3 separate regions of the Mus musculus genome follow, and all the other regions are linked to region 1. A link is a contact called in public HiChIP or PLAC-seq data. All regions are on one chromosome and are shown on one strand. Each heading gives the region's core, a stretch centred on a gene start, on an enhancer-like site or on the middle of the called end of the contact. The rest is flanking DNA. Distances are from core to core; before and after follow the strand shown. Region 1 holds the start of Evx2 (even-skipped homeobox 2). Region 2 has its middle 17 kb from the start of Gm31534. Region 3 overlaps Gm31534 (a long non-coding RNA gene).

Region 1 (4,005 bases), core at 423-2,922:
AAAACCAGCATCAAGACTGCCAGGCTCTCTAGGCTGCTTCGGAAGCTCACGCGCTAGACCACTGTGTCCTGTCCCTGTCTTCCGTGGACCTCGCCAGTGCGGACAAAGCTCTGCTTCTGGGGCAGCAGGCGGGCAAACTGGCACGACGCATCTGAGTCGGGCAGGGTGGGGCGCAAGCGCGGGAGGAGATGAGCGCATTTGAGTGAAGATTGATCTTCCTTAAAATGGTTGCCACCGGCGTCATTATGACTATCAAAGTTATCGCCAAGAGGCTCAGCCTCCAGCCTCAGGCGGGAAGGAGAAGAGGCAAGGCTGGTTGGAGACTCTCTGTGCCCCCAGTCAGCACCAGGAACACCGGGGGCCACAGGTAAGGGCCTAGGGTGGAGGAGGGGGAGGATGGAGAAGTGGAAGAAGAACAAAGTGGGAAAGGAAGGGAGGCAGCAGGAGATTCCATTCCCTCCACTTTGACCCCCAAAACCCAGTTACTTCACCACGAATTCCTCTATTTGAGAAGGGTGGGAGAAAGCCGGCAATTTTAAAAAGTGGGTTCTGTGATGGGGAGCTATGGTACGGTAAATCATGATTGTGTTTAAAGTTAGCTGTCAATTTCTACTATCAGATCCTCCAGTCTAGTTTATTTCCCCTAAGGGAGAATGCGAGGGTGAGAAGCTTATCCATCAGAGGATTATAAAACAAAAAATCTAAGGTCTTCGAGTTCAGAAGTTAGCCTGCAAGCAGTGGTAGAAAATAAGAGAAGATGTAATGATTTCCACTTGGAGGCACGGCACGGGTCCTGTGTACCTCCTCAGCCACGTAGCAAGAAAGCATTTTCAAAAGTCTACAAGATATATTCTCTCTCTCTCTCTCTCTCTCTCTCTCTCTCTCTCTCTCTCTCTCTCTCTGTGTGTGTGTGTGTGTTGGAGGGGAGAATCAAGACTGAGAGGAAAAAGTAAGGAGAGAGAAAGAACTCAGAATTCTATTTGTTAAATAAAATACTCATTATTAATATTTGGTTCTTAAAACAGAAAGATAAGTAATCCTGACAGGAGTGGGCGCGAGGTCTTCTTACGCAACTCTTCCTGTATCCTCCCCTTTACCCGCCCCCCTTACGCCCCCAGCTTGTAAATGTTAAGGCAAAACAAAACAAAACAAAACAAAACAAAAACTTCTCAAGAATCTACCCTGGAAAAATCAAAGCATTATCTATTATTTAACACGTATCTGTGTTCGTGGAGAAATGAGGAAGGCGCTGCATGATTAGGACCTAAGGGGCAACCCAGCAAACTGAGAGCGTAATGATGCCCCTAAATGAAGGGGGAAATGCGCCGCGGCGTGCTCTATTAATCAGACTGTCAATTTCACCCCCGAGGCCAAACCCCCGGGCGAGCAGAACTGGCTGGGAGCGGGCAAAGGACCGGAGCCTTCTTCCTCACTTCTCGTGTCTTCTCGTCTCCTACCTGGATCTATTTGTCTGCTCTGAAGTCGCCTTCATTACCCACTGACAGGAGCGTGTATTTATTTGCTTATAAACCTGTTACAATAAATGATTATTCGAACGGCGTCATTCGTACCTTAATGACGAGCGGGCGCTACTTTTTGATGAATGACATCTCCGACTCGGAAGGATGTATGGGTCATTTTGACCAGTCATTCCCTCGCTCTGGCATCCCACAATTTTTTCCGCCTCCCTCCAAAAGAGATAATAATATTTAGAGCCGCTTGCTGGGGCTGAATGAGAATCAGCCCTGGGCGCAGCCCATCATTAAGACGGGACAGCCAGGCCACTGTGACATTTTTTAGAAAGCTGAGATGATGGAAAGAATAAGAAAAGAGATGATTCTGATGGAAAGAGGGCTCCACAGCCCTACTGCTGGCAAGAGGTTCTCCAGTTTGTCCGATTCAGCTGGCGGTGCTGTGCTCGAGGCCCTGGAAAATTCGCAGCACCCGGCTCGCCTCAGTCCGCGCCTGCCGTCCGCCCCGCTGCACGGAGCTCTGGGAGACCTCCCCGCCAAAGGCAAATTCGAAATAGACACTTTGTTCAACCTGCAGCACCCGAGCAGCGAAAGCACCGTCTCCTCCGAAATTGCCTCCGCTACCGAGAGCCGCAAGAAGCCTAGTCATTATTCCGAAGCGGCCGCCGAGGCCGACATGAGCAGCGACGTGGAGGTGGGCTGCTCCGCACTGCGCTCCCCCAGCGGCCTGGGCGCTGCACCGCTCAAGGAAAACAATGCCAAAGGTAACCGGGTACCCGCAGACTCCAGCCTCATCCTCTGGGCTCTCTCGAGGGCCTGGCCAGCCCTTTCCACACCTTAGCGGGTCTCTGACTCTTAACTAAAGTGCTTCACAGAGCTGGCAGGGGCAGGGGAGGGATGCATACTAAAAACTGGTCCCTCTGGCTCTGTTCTTTGAGCATCCCAGCACAGCCCGGGCCTGTGGAGCCTAGGGAGCCAGGCCCAAGCGCCCAGGCTCCTGCCTGAATCGAAGCAAATGTTTCGCTTGCCGATCTAAGAGCTGGGGCGTAAGAGCTGGGGCGAGGCGACACAGCGCTGCTAGCCCGGGTGGCTTAGTTGCTTTTTGGGAAGGGTGCCCTGGACAGGAGCTCCGAACTCAGTTGCTTCTGGAGCCCCCAGGGCCGGGTAGAGGGGACACTCCTCTGGATAAGTCTGAGACAGAGAGTCTGGCCTCGCACCTCTGCTCAACCGCTTAAGTCAGCGGACAGAAAAGAGTTTGAAAAGTGGGCGCCTCCTTCCCTTTACTGGCTTGAGCTTGAGCTGCAAATGCTTTGAAAATCCTAAGATATTTTAACCCCAAAGGCTGTCAAAGAAAGATTGGAAGCCGCATAAAGAGCTGCCCTATGGTTCCTAGACTGTCAAACCCACAGCTTCTTAAACTGGTTCCAAGGTAGGCATTCTTCCCCAGCAAATTTTCCTACCGAGTGGTAATTTTCTAATTATTGGAAAAAGAACAACCTTTTCAAATTCTGTTTCTATTATTTGGTTAGGAAGGGCTCCCCAAACTTCATTGATTTCATTAACGGCAGCAATTTGTAAGCCTGACAGATCCCATCAATTTTGACAGCGACTTTCCTTCTCAAAGCCTCTTTTGCCACCAGCTAGCAACCCCAACTCAGGGTTCTCGGTCCCTACAACTACTCATGAGCTGTGAACTGTTTGTTTGCTAGGGTACACGGAGAGCGGCTCCGTCGCGGGCACCACGACGTCGGCTTCCGGCTCGGGCCTCGGTAGTCTGCATGGAGGCGGCGGCGGCGGCAATAGCGGGGCTGCGGCGTTGGGCGGCTCTGGCTCCGGTTCCGGCGCCGATCAGGTGCGGCGATACCGTACGGCATTCACCCGCGAACAGATCGCGCGCCTGGAGAAAGAGTTCTACAGGGAGAACTACGTGTCTCGGCCCCGCCGGTGCGAGCTGGCCGCTGCACTCAACCTGCCCGAAACCACCATCAAGGTATCTATTCCAGCGCATGCCCGCTCAGACCTCCCTCGGGGCGCTTGGGTTGATTTGTCTCACGCCCGCCCCATATTTTCCCCTTCTGGGTGGTGAGAAATCGGTGTGGAAATCCACCGGGTTTTGTCACCGAAGGAGTAGGCTTATTTACTTCTCCTGTGCCGAATTGTAATCGGTTGACAGGCCTGGCTCACCCGAGGAGCCCTGAATCCCAAGGTCGGTGCTTCAGACCCGGCCCTTCGCCTTGCCCAGTTCTGCCCAACGGCTGCCCAGGTGCCCTCTTACTTGTGCCCAAGGTCCTACTCCACCCTAAGCGGCAGGGCGGGCTGGTTTTTGTTTCTCCGGCACAAACCCGAGGTGCAACTTTTCATTCGTTCCTGATCTATGTGAGATGTATTTTTCACATAAAGCGTTGCTACCCGAAGAAAAGGTTACAGTATTTTTAAAAATCGATTGGATTGAGAACGTGGTTTTCTAAAGATTTTTTTCTCTTGGGCAACGTGAATGAACGAAAATGTCCTTGTTTTTATATGTATACATACA
Region 2 (4,005 bases), core at 472-2,971, 470 kb after region 1:
GAAAAGGAGCCGGTTATTAAAGGACAGGAATAAGAACAAACACCAACCAGAGTGATGGAGCCAGAGGCAGAGCTGGAAACCAGGCCCAAACAAAAGCTGAGGTGCACTCACGAGGAAGGGCAGGGCACTCTTTCTGAGCTTTGGTCCCTTGAATAGCTCCTCTTCTGCCCACATCTTCTTACAACAGAGACTACAGATACTCTCTGCATCATGGAAAGCCTTGTTGCTTTCTCGTTTAGTCTTCTCTGAACTTTCTGTGAACACTTATCATACCCTAGTGCCATTATTTATTTGCACGTTGGATTTTTCCATCCTTGAAAAAAAATTGAGCCATGTCTTATTCATCTCCCGTCCATATCAAATTAGATGCATGTTTCAATAAACAGAAGACTTTCATGTGGCAGGATCTGGTTTGGAGAACTTAGTGAGGAAGGCCTTGTGCGTATCCCTGGTCTGACACGGTGGCTCACAAACATGGCCCCTGAATGGCAGTGTTAGTATCACTTGGTGAGAACCTGACCCAAGGGGCAAGTGGGCAAACTGATGACTCTGGAGGGTGACACTGTCCCTCCAGGGTAGAAGTTGGCAGGCTGGGGACTCAGGAAGAACTGGTATTTTAGCTCAACATGGAATATACAAGACCCCCATTGGATGATAAGCTGGAAAGAACATCAACAATTTTTATTTTAACAAATCTTTCTGGTGGTTCTGAGGTACATTAAAGTCCAATAATTGTTGGGTGTGGTAGCTCATGATTGTGATTCCAATACTTGGAAGTGGAGGCAAGAAAAGCAGGAGTTTAAAGTTATCCTTGCTACATAGCTAATTAGAGGTCAGCTAGCTGCCCTCCTTAAACATACGTACATCTTACAAAAATGTTCAAAAATCAGAATTTAACCTTCTCAACCTCACCTGCAAACTAAGTCACCACAATCTCAGAGGGCTGGTCTAAGTCTGCCCTTGGATGACACAAGTGTAGTCTACATCAGAGCTCATACATATTCATCAGCCTGTGATTGGTATATTTGGGGCATTTCTGATACTGGCCTCATCCCAGGGTGCACTTGAGTTACTCAGTTTCCTTTGGTTCAACTAAGTTCCCAGAGTCTACCCAGCAAACCCTATCCTTGCATCGCCCTAGTAAGTGGGCCAAAACACGGTACCAATCAAATCCTCATTTTCCTACGAGGACCCATCCTGGCACAGCAAGGCCTGGAGATGACAGGGAACAACCAGTGTGTGGACTGTGAACAGCGGTGTGTTCTGGAGTTGCCCACCTCAGAAGGGAAGCTCCTCAAAGGACAACACCTTTCAGAGGGCTCTTCAGAGATGCAAACACAATCACAGCTTTCTGAGACCTCCTCACGTTCAAAGAGTCAATTCAGCCATTTCAAGTTTTCCAATTCATTTCCTCTTGACTGAGTCACAGGAGCTTAGAATTTGTCAACAAACCACATCTATTCTAAAGGGAAATAGGAACCATGACCCCAACTCTTTTTGATTTTATTTCATCTTACCAAACAGCTACATCCCCCCCACCTGCAAACACACACACACACACACACACACACACACACACACACACTCACTCACAGTTCATTCTCTCCTGTCTATAAACAACAGGGAAGGCACAATTCTCACGGGTTGTGTCTGCCAAGCCAGCACTCACTAGGCCAAGCACACCAAGAATCTCTCTCTCCTCTCTCTGCCTGAAGGTTGCTACCAAATAACACTCTAGGTGGGCTGTGATCCACAACAGAAACACAGTGGAAAGCAACCACCCTCTGGCACTTCAGGCCAATAAATACCGCATCCTTTCACTCACAAATAAATAATGCTTTGAAAATTATTGTTATTACTGGTTTTTTAATAAGTCTGCTCAGTCCAAGTGCCACCCCCTCCCACCTGTTCCCATTTGTTTTCCTGTGGGGGCCAGATTTTTGAAACCATGTCTCCCTGAGCAGAGAGAAGATATAGCACCCTCTCTGCCTGGCTGACCCTCCCTGAAGGGGCCTGGTAGGAGAGAGCCACCCCTGGTGGGACTTTTCTCATTAGCCCTGCGGGCAGCAGAATTCCAACCAGGCCAGCCTTACCCATCTAACCAGAGAACCCCAAATATTTTGCGAGATATATTAAAGGTGGTCAGATGTGACAAGTAGTTTATTATCACAGGGATGGAGCCTGATGCAGGCAGGAGTGTGAGGGGTGGGTCCACTTCCCACAGATGACTGGCTTGAGGGCAGTCACCAGGGAGCCTGAGAAACCCAATCTCCCGCCCCCCCCCCCTTCATTGTGAAGCAGCCTTTGTTGGCTAATAGCCACTTAAAACAAATACTGAGAGCAAGCTCGAAACAGCACCAGGCAAACAAATGTTATGAGAGTAATAAATGCCAGAATATCATTCTTACAGCAGGATTTTTTAAGTCAACTTGATGGGACGGGTTATATAAAGATGCCTGAGCAAGACGCCCTGCTCTTAAACATAATTCAATATGAGAAGGAAGTCACGTGCACAGGCAACAGCACAAAAGGCTGGAGTTTACTTCGAGCCTTGAGGGATGCAAACAGAAACCTAGGGGATGTTTGACTTCTGCCTGCTGCAGTTAGGTAATTGTTCCAAAAAAAAAAAAGTCCTTAAAAGAAGTTTGGGAGGAAAGTACTGTATTTCTAAAGGCAAAAATGTGGGACCTCCATGGGTTCCTCCTGGCAATACCTGCCCTTCCATATCCCTGAACTTTCCTGAAAGGTCCCACCTCTCAATCTAAAGCCTGCCAGTGTTGAGCTGCCCTGTGACAGACACTTCAGGCAAGCTTGTGGTGACCTGACTGAGTATGGTTAATGGTACTGAAGGGAGCTCTGCCAGGACACTTTTGGGATTTATGATTTTTTTCAAGACAGGATTTTTCTGTGCAATAGCCCTAAATGCCCTAGAACTCACTCTAGAGACCAGGCTGGCCTTGAAGTTACAGAGATCCACCTGCCTCTGCCTCCTGAATGCTGGTGTTAAAGGTGTGTGCCACCATCCCTGATTTATATCCATGTACTGAGTGAGCCTTTTCCTGCCTTATACATGGTCACCCAAGGGTACTGCACATTGAGTCCTGGTTGCCATTTTGACGTCTGGAAGAAAAATATGAGAATCACAGAGAAACCATCTCTGCCACTGAAATCCTACCCACTGTAACATGCAGACAAATGCATCCCAGGTCATGTACAAAGATGCAGGAAATCTATTAGATGAGGATAGAAGAAGCAAAGCAATGAGGCAAGATTAAACAGAGCATGTTCATAATTCACCCAATGCCTATAGCATACATAGACAACTAAGCGAAGCAAGGCAGGAAATGGAGGGACTGGTTCTAGAAGAATTCATGACTTAAAACAAAGAACTTGGCTTTATCACAAAAGCATTGTGGGGAAACTGAAGACATTTGACCATGGTATGACCCTTATCAAGAACACCATATAAAAGAGTCAGTAGAGGGGCATAGGTATAGATGAAGGCTTGGATACAGAAAGACAGAGCGGGAGAGATCTTGCAGGACTTTAGTTAGAGAAAATCTAACCAGGGATCTTAAAGGTTGGCAGCATGTTATATTCCCTTGGGGAGATTTATAAAATTTTAAAGTCTTAATTTCTTCCTTAAGTTGCTGGTTTAGTTGGTCTGGAAGGATGACCTTAAAATGTGTTTGGTTGGGTTTGGTTTGGTTTTTTGAGCTCACCATATTGTCTAACGTGCCGCCACTATTGTGTACCCTTGGTCCTGAAAAGGCAGTAAAGTACAGAAGGAGCAGACTGGGAGACATTGAATCATGGGAGGGGTGTGTGTGCCTGCTGATAGGATGCAGGGAGAGATGGCAAGACAGAGGCAGGGATTGTCTCCTTCGAGGCAGGTGACAAGAGAATGACACTGTCATTCAAAGAAATAGAGGTGTCCGAAGGATAAGGATACTTAAGAAAGAAAAGTTTAGTTTCAGAAGTCTGGACTGGAAGTGCTGAGGCAAG
Region 3 (4,005 bases), core at 502-3,001, 450 kb after region 1:
TGTTGCATATGTTCTTTCATACATACACAACTACCTCTCTAAAAATGACATCGTCTTGTCCAGTCAAATTAGAAAGTTTGCTAAATCACTGGAGAGAAAAATACCGCCATTTAAAAGTAGTGGTACTTTTTTTTTTGTTGTTGTTCATTATTGACAATGCCAGTATAAAAACAAACAAGAAGAAAGAAAAGAAAGAAAGGAATTTCTTTAATTCAAAAAAGAGATCTGTGTAGAACTTTTTGTAAAGAATTCATTGTTTATAACTTACTTATAAAAATGGGGACTGGAAGCACTCCAGAGACAGACAGGCAGATCTCTGTGAGTTAAGGCCAGCATGTCTACATAGTGAGTTCCAGCACAGCCATGACTATTACACAGGGAGACCCTGTCTCAACAAAACAAAACAAAACAAAACAAAACAAAACAAAACAAAACAAAACTGACCAAAATATTTTTTAAATGGGGTCTGGCTATTTCTTTTTGCAATGTTTAGTATTCTTTATCAATGAGTTTTAGCACTTCATAGTTTATTTCTAAGTAGCAAATATTTCATGGCAATTAAATAAACAGTAGTGATATCAAAGTTGAAAATGAAAAAGTTGCTGCATATATAATATGTAGCACCGATATGAAATAAAATTGAACAACATTTCCGTAAAGTGTTCAACAGAAGGGTAGAGGCCAGGAGGAGAAGGGGATCAATTTTCTCTGTCTTCCTTTCCTTGCTTGGTCCTACCTGGTTTCCTGTGCCGCTGTAGTGATTAGGACATGCTAGGTGTGGAGACGTACTTTTGTAAGCCTGCTGAAATAGATCATTGATCTAAATGCCCAGAGTACAGGTTTGTAACTGATAGGAGTGTGACTCTGGGAGGAAAACCCAGTCTCCCAAGTCTCTGTGACACGTGTGAGAACGCACTCCCTTGAAGCAATCCTGTGACATTTCTAATATGTGGGCTGACGGTATTGCTCTGCTGACTGCAGCTTATGGGGAGAAGCCACCAAAGTTCTGAAGCTCAAAATCTTTCCTTGAGTTATTAAGAACAAACAAACAAACAAACAAACAAAAACAGCCAAAGTATTATGGTTTGGAGCTAGCCACTGCAATGTTTACATGTGCGATGACCTAAATGGCAGCAAGGGTTTTCTTCCCACCTGCACATCTGCGCAGCAGACGCTCATGACTCTAGACTGTGAGCATGGTGTTTGTTCAAGGCACATGATGAATATATGTGGAATTATCGCAATAGTCTCTAGTTTTGTTTAATTTTTCTGTCAAAAATAAATAAAAATCTGTGAGATTAGTTTTATTGAAATTTTAGTTTAAAACATTTTATTGAGTGGTGAGTGCCCAGCCCACAACTGTTTGGGTTGGAGGGAAAATGTCAGATTTCTCTTCTGGCAACAGTCTCTTGAAGAGAGACTCTGTTTTCAAGTGAGGTTGGGTGGTGGCCGACAGGTGCGGTGCCACTGGAGGTGCCATCAGCTTTCCATGAGAGGTTGTTTCTCTCTCTTAATGTTAACCACATTTTCCCCTTTGGAGTTACTGAAAGGATCTGGCTCTGGTAGGAGGCTGCAAAGAGAGGGGATTATTGTTTAAATGGGACTCGGTTTGTAGCCTTAAGTCAGAGGAGAGCCATTCTGTTTGCATTCAACATTTCAAAGAAAAGTAACAATGCTCTCAGAGAGGCCCCTCTCTACAAAGCAGCTCATTATTGTAAATGTGGGACATGTTTAGACTGCTAAGGAGAATCATAAAAGTACAGCCTCTACCACAAGCTTCTCCAGCAGTAAACACTGTCCTCAGGCCAGATCCATTTCTGGGCAGCACCAGATCCTGCAGCCCGAGTGGCGAGTGGCGAGCTCACCCGATGAGACCCAAACGGAACAAGAGGCGTTATAGAGAATAAGCGTGCACAGCGCACATTATCTGCAAGGTCTTTTATGTTAAGGAAATCATGACACCTGCCAATCTTTCAAATTCCAAAGGGTAAAGCATGAGGCCCGGTAGGCTGTCATTGAACATGACAGGCTTAATGCCAGGTTTATAACAGAAAAAGGGCAATCTTATTGTGGTTTATTCAGTTTTCTGTTGCTGCTTCAGGAGGAAGTCTCACTGTCTCTCTCCTGCTCTCTCTCTTGCTCTCTCTCTCTCCCTCTCTCTTTCTCTCTTTTTAAAAAGCTAATTTAGAGCATTTGAAATACCAAACGGATTCTTTACATATCTCCTGAGCCCCCCATTCCTCTCCACTACTCCCAGTCTCTCCTTTAGGGAGCAACCCCTAAATCCTTCCAATTTAGCATCTTGGTGAGACCAGACCAGTTTTTTCAGTTGAGTATTTTCTTCTGTTGTGACAGAGATGTTTCCTAACTCCAAACATTTCTGTTTAATTACCGCTCACAGTGTTGCTCTATCTCCATCCGGCCTGCCCCTGGCTTGAGCCCATTGGGCTGAAGAAAGAATTACTCCCTGTGCTGTTCCTTAGCCCTCCATGTGCAGATCTGTAATTGGCTCTGTGTTTTTGACTTTTTGCTAATAAGCAGCTTACTTTCTCTCCCCCTAGACTCAACCCACCACTTTTGTTTCATGAATTTTACAAAGGATTTTAATAGATGCTTTAGGCTATGCAAAATGTTATATGAAGGGAGAGCATTAATGCAACAGCCTTGACACAAAGGACGTGTGAATCTCTGCTTATCATTACAGTCAGGTCTCAAATTTTTCATTAGTTTTGGAGGACAAAAGAAAAAAAAAACCCAGTCCTGCTATATGAAGGAATATTAACCTGTACTGTGTAACCAACTATAATTGCTTAGCATTTTACATTAACTCTCTTCAGACATGGCCTCTCATTATTTTTACACATACATAATAACTGCTTATTACAGCGATATGGTTCATGCCGATACCTAGTGGGTAAGGCTGTGTCAGCACTTCTAATATGAAACCCACGTCCATGGGTTTAAAAGAGCTGTAAAATTTACCTCCAGACCAAAGACTAGCAGTCAACTTTTTACCTGGAAAGGGAATTTTTGTTTAAAGTAAAACAAAACAAAACAAAACAAAATGCTACTTTTAATTAAGAAAAAAAATGTTAGGGTAGTTTAAATTAGGAATTTAAACAAAAAAAAAAGTCAATGAGCATGCTAAAGTCATTATTGACTTTCTAAAGCAAAGAATTATTGAAACTTACCATGACATATGATTCTGATGCTTAAATATAAATAAATGAATGGTAAGTAGCATCAGAATTAAATGTTATATGCATAACAGGCTTTGTTGAAAATTGTTATATCCCTTTAAGAGGCCACTGTATGCAGTTGTGCTAAGAACATAATGCATATTTTCAAGGTGGGTAAGCCATAATTTTTGTTGGGAAATAAATTAAAATGCTTATAAATGTTAAAGTTTGTGAAAAGATATTGATCTAGGGCTTTTAGAATTATTTCAACATTCTCTTTCAGAAAGTCTGAGCGTCTGTTTTTGGTTCAGGGAAGAGTAAGGATTTGGCAGCATGAGATCACCGAGCACTTGAATGGAGGCTTTGGGGAACAGATGGTTGGGCTGATATTGTTTTTTAAAATGAGCAATTGCAAAGGTTTGGTTTTCTTGTAGTACCCAGAATGATATTGATTATATCCACTGACTTTATAAAATGTCCCAGAGTTTTCTCTGTCACAAAGATCTAAGACTATTTTAAAATCATGCTAAAATGATAGGTGAGAGATTCGTAGATACATTTACACTACATGCCCCAGTGTCCTCGGTTCACGTGTCCTGAGATAGAATCCAATTGTCTGTAAAGGACTAAGACGCTACAATAATGGTATGTCACATCTTAGTCACATCTACTAGACAAAGTCACCCCGTGGGTCAATGAGAACTTATGTGGACATTCTTTCTTGGATTGAAAGAAATCTTAGGAAACATAGTTTGGAAAATGATTTCAAGCCAGGTCATTCTACAGTAGAAATCGGGGCTATATCTTTCAGTTCATTATGCTTATG

Evidence for each region. HiChIP or PLAC-seq counts read pairs in DNA pulled down with a chosen protein or histone mark.
Region 2: an H3K4me3 HiChIP or PLAC-seq map of embryonic limb bud shows a contact between it and region 1, with 6 times the contacts expected there. The contact joins the enhancer-like site here to the promoter of Evx2 in region 1. A contact is called at or near these places in 10 of 39 promoter capture datasets (3T3-L1-derived adipocytes, the HPC-7 cell line, HPC-7-derived erythroid cells and 6 more), 2 of 484 Hi-C or Micro-C datasets (nephron progenitors and uterus), 8 of 115 datasets of contacts at active chromatin or transcription factors (craniofacial prominence, embryonic basal ganglia, embryonic hindbrain and 5 more) and 4 of 9 other capture datasets (embryonic stem cells, embryonic tail, embryonic trunk and 1 more).
Region 3: an H3K4me3 HiChIP or PLAC-seq map of embryonic forebrain shows a contact between it and region 1, with 5 times the contacts expected there. The contact joins the enhancer-like site here to the promoter of Evx2 in region 1. A contact is called at or near these places in 6 of 39 promoter capture datasets (the 3T3-L1 cell line, 3T3-L1-derived adipocytes, HPC-7-derived erythroid cells and 3 more), 1 of 15 datasets of contacts at CTCF or cohesin (pro-B cells), 3 of 484 Hi-C or Micro-C datasets (uterus and ventricular fibroblasts), 8 of 115 datasets of contacts at active chromatin or transcription factors (craniofacial prominence, embryonic forebrain, embryonic hindbrain and 5 more) and 2 of 9 other capture datasets (embryonic stem cells and embryonic tail).

Annotation. Positions count from the first base shown.
Region 1 is chr2:74,657,224-74,661,228 of GRCm38.p6, reverse strand. Evx2 (even-skipped homeobox 2) reads left to right here and starts at 1,672. Exons shown (of 3, transcript NM_007967.3): 1 at 1,672-2,236; 2 at 3,182-3,462. The coding sequence starts at 1,810.
Region 2 is chr2:74,186,612-74,190,616 of GRCm38.p6, reverse strand. No RefSeq gene overlaps it. Among named protein-coding and RNA genes, the nearest start is that of Gm31534, 17 kb to the left of the region's middle. Within about 2 kb of position 1,721, at least 7 of the 459 cell types and tissues checked have an H3K27ac peak or open chromatin away from gene starts, as enhancers often do. A contact at or near this core is called in embryonic limb bud and nephron progenitors, where this site is marked.
Region 3 is chr2:74,208,172-74,212,176 of GRCm38.p6, reverse strand. Gm31534 (a long non-coding RNA gene) reads right to left here. Exons shown (of 4, transcript XR_374671.3): 4 at 1,276-1,570. Among named protein-coding and RNA genes, the nearest start is that of Gm31534, 4.5 kb to the right of the region's middle. Within about 2 kb of position 1,751, at least 11 of the 459 cell types and tissues checked have an H3K27ac peak or open chromatin away from gene starts, as enhancers often do. A contact at or near this core is called in embryonic forebrain, where this site is marked.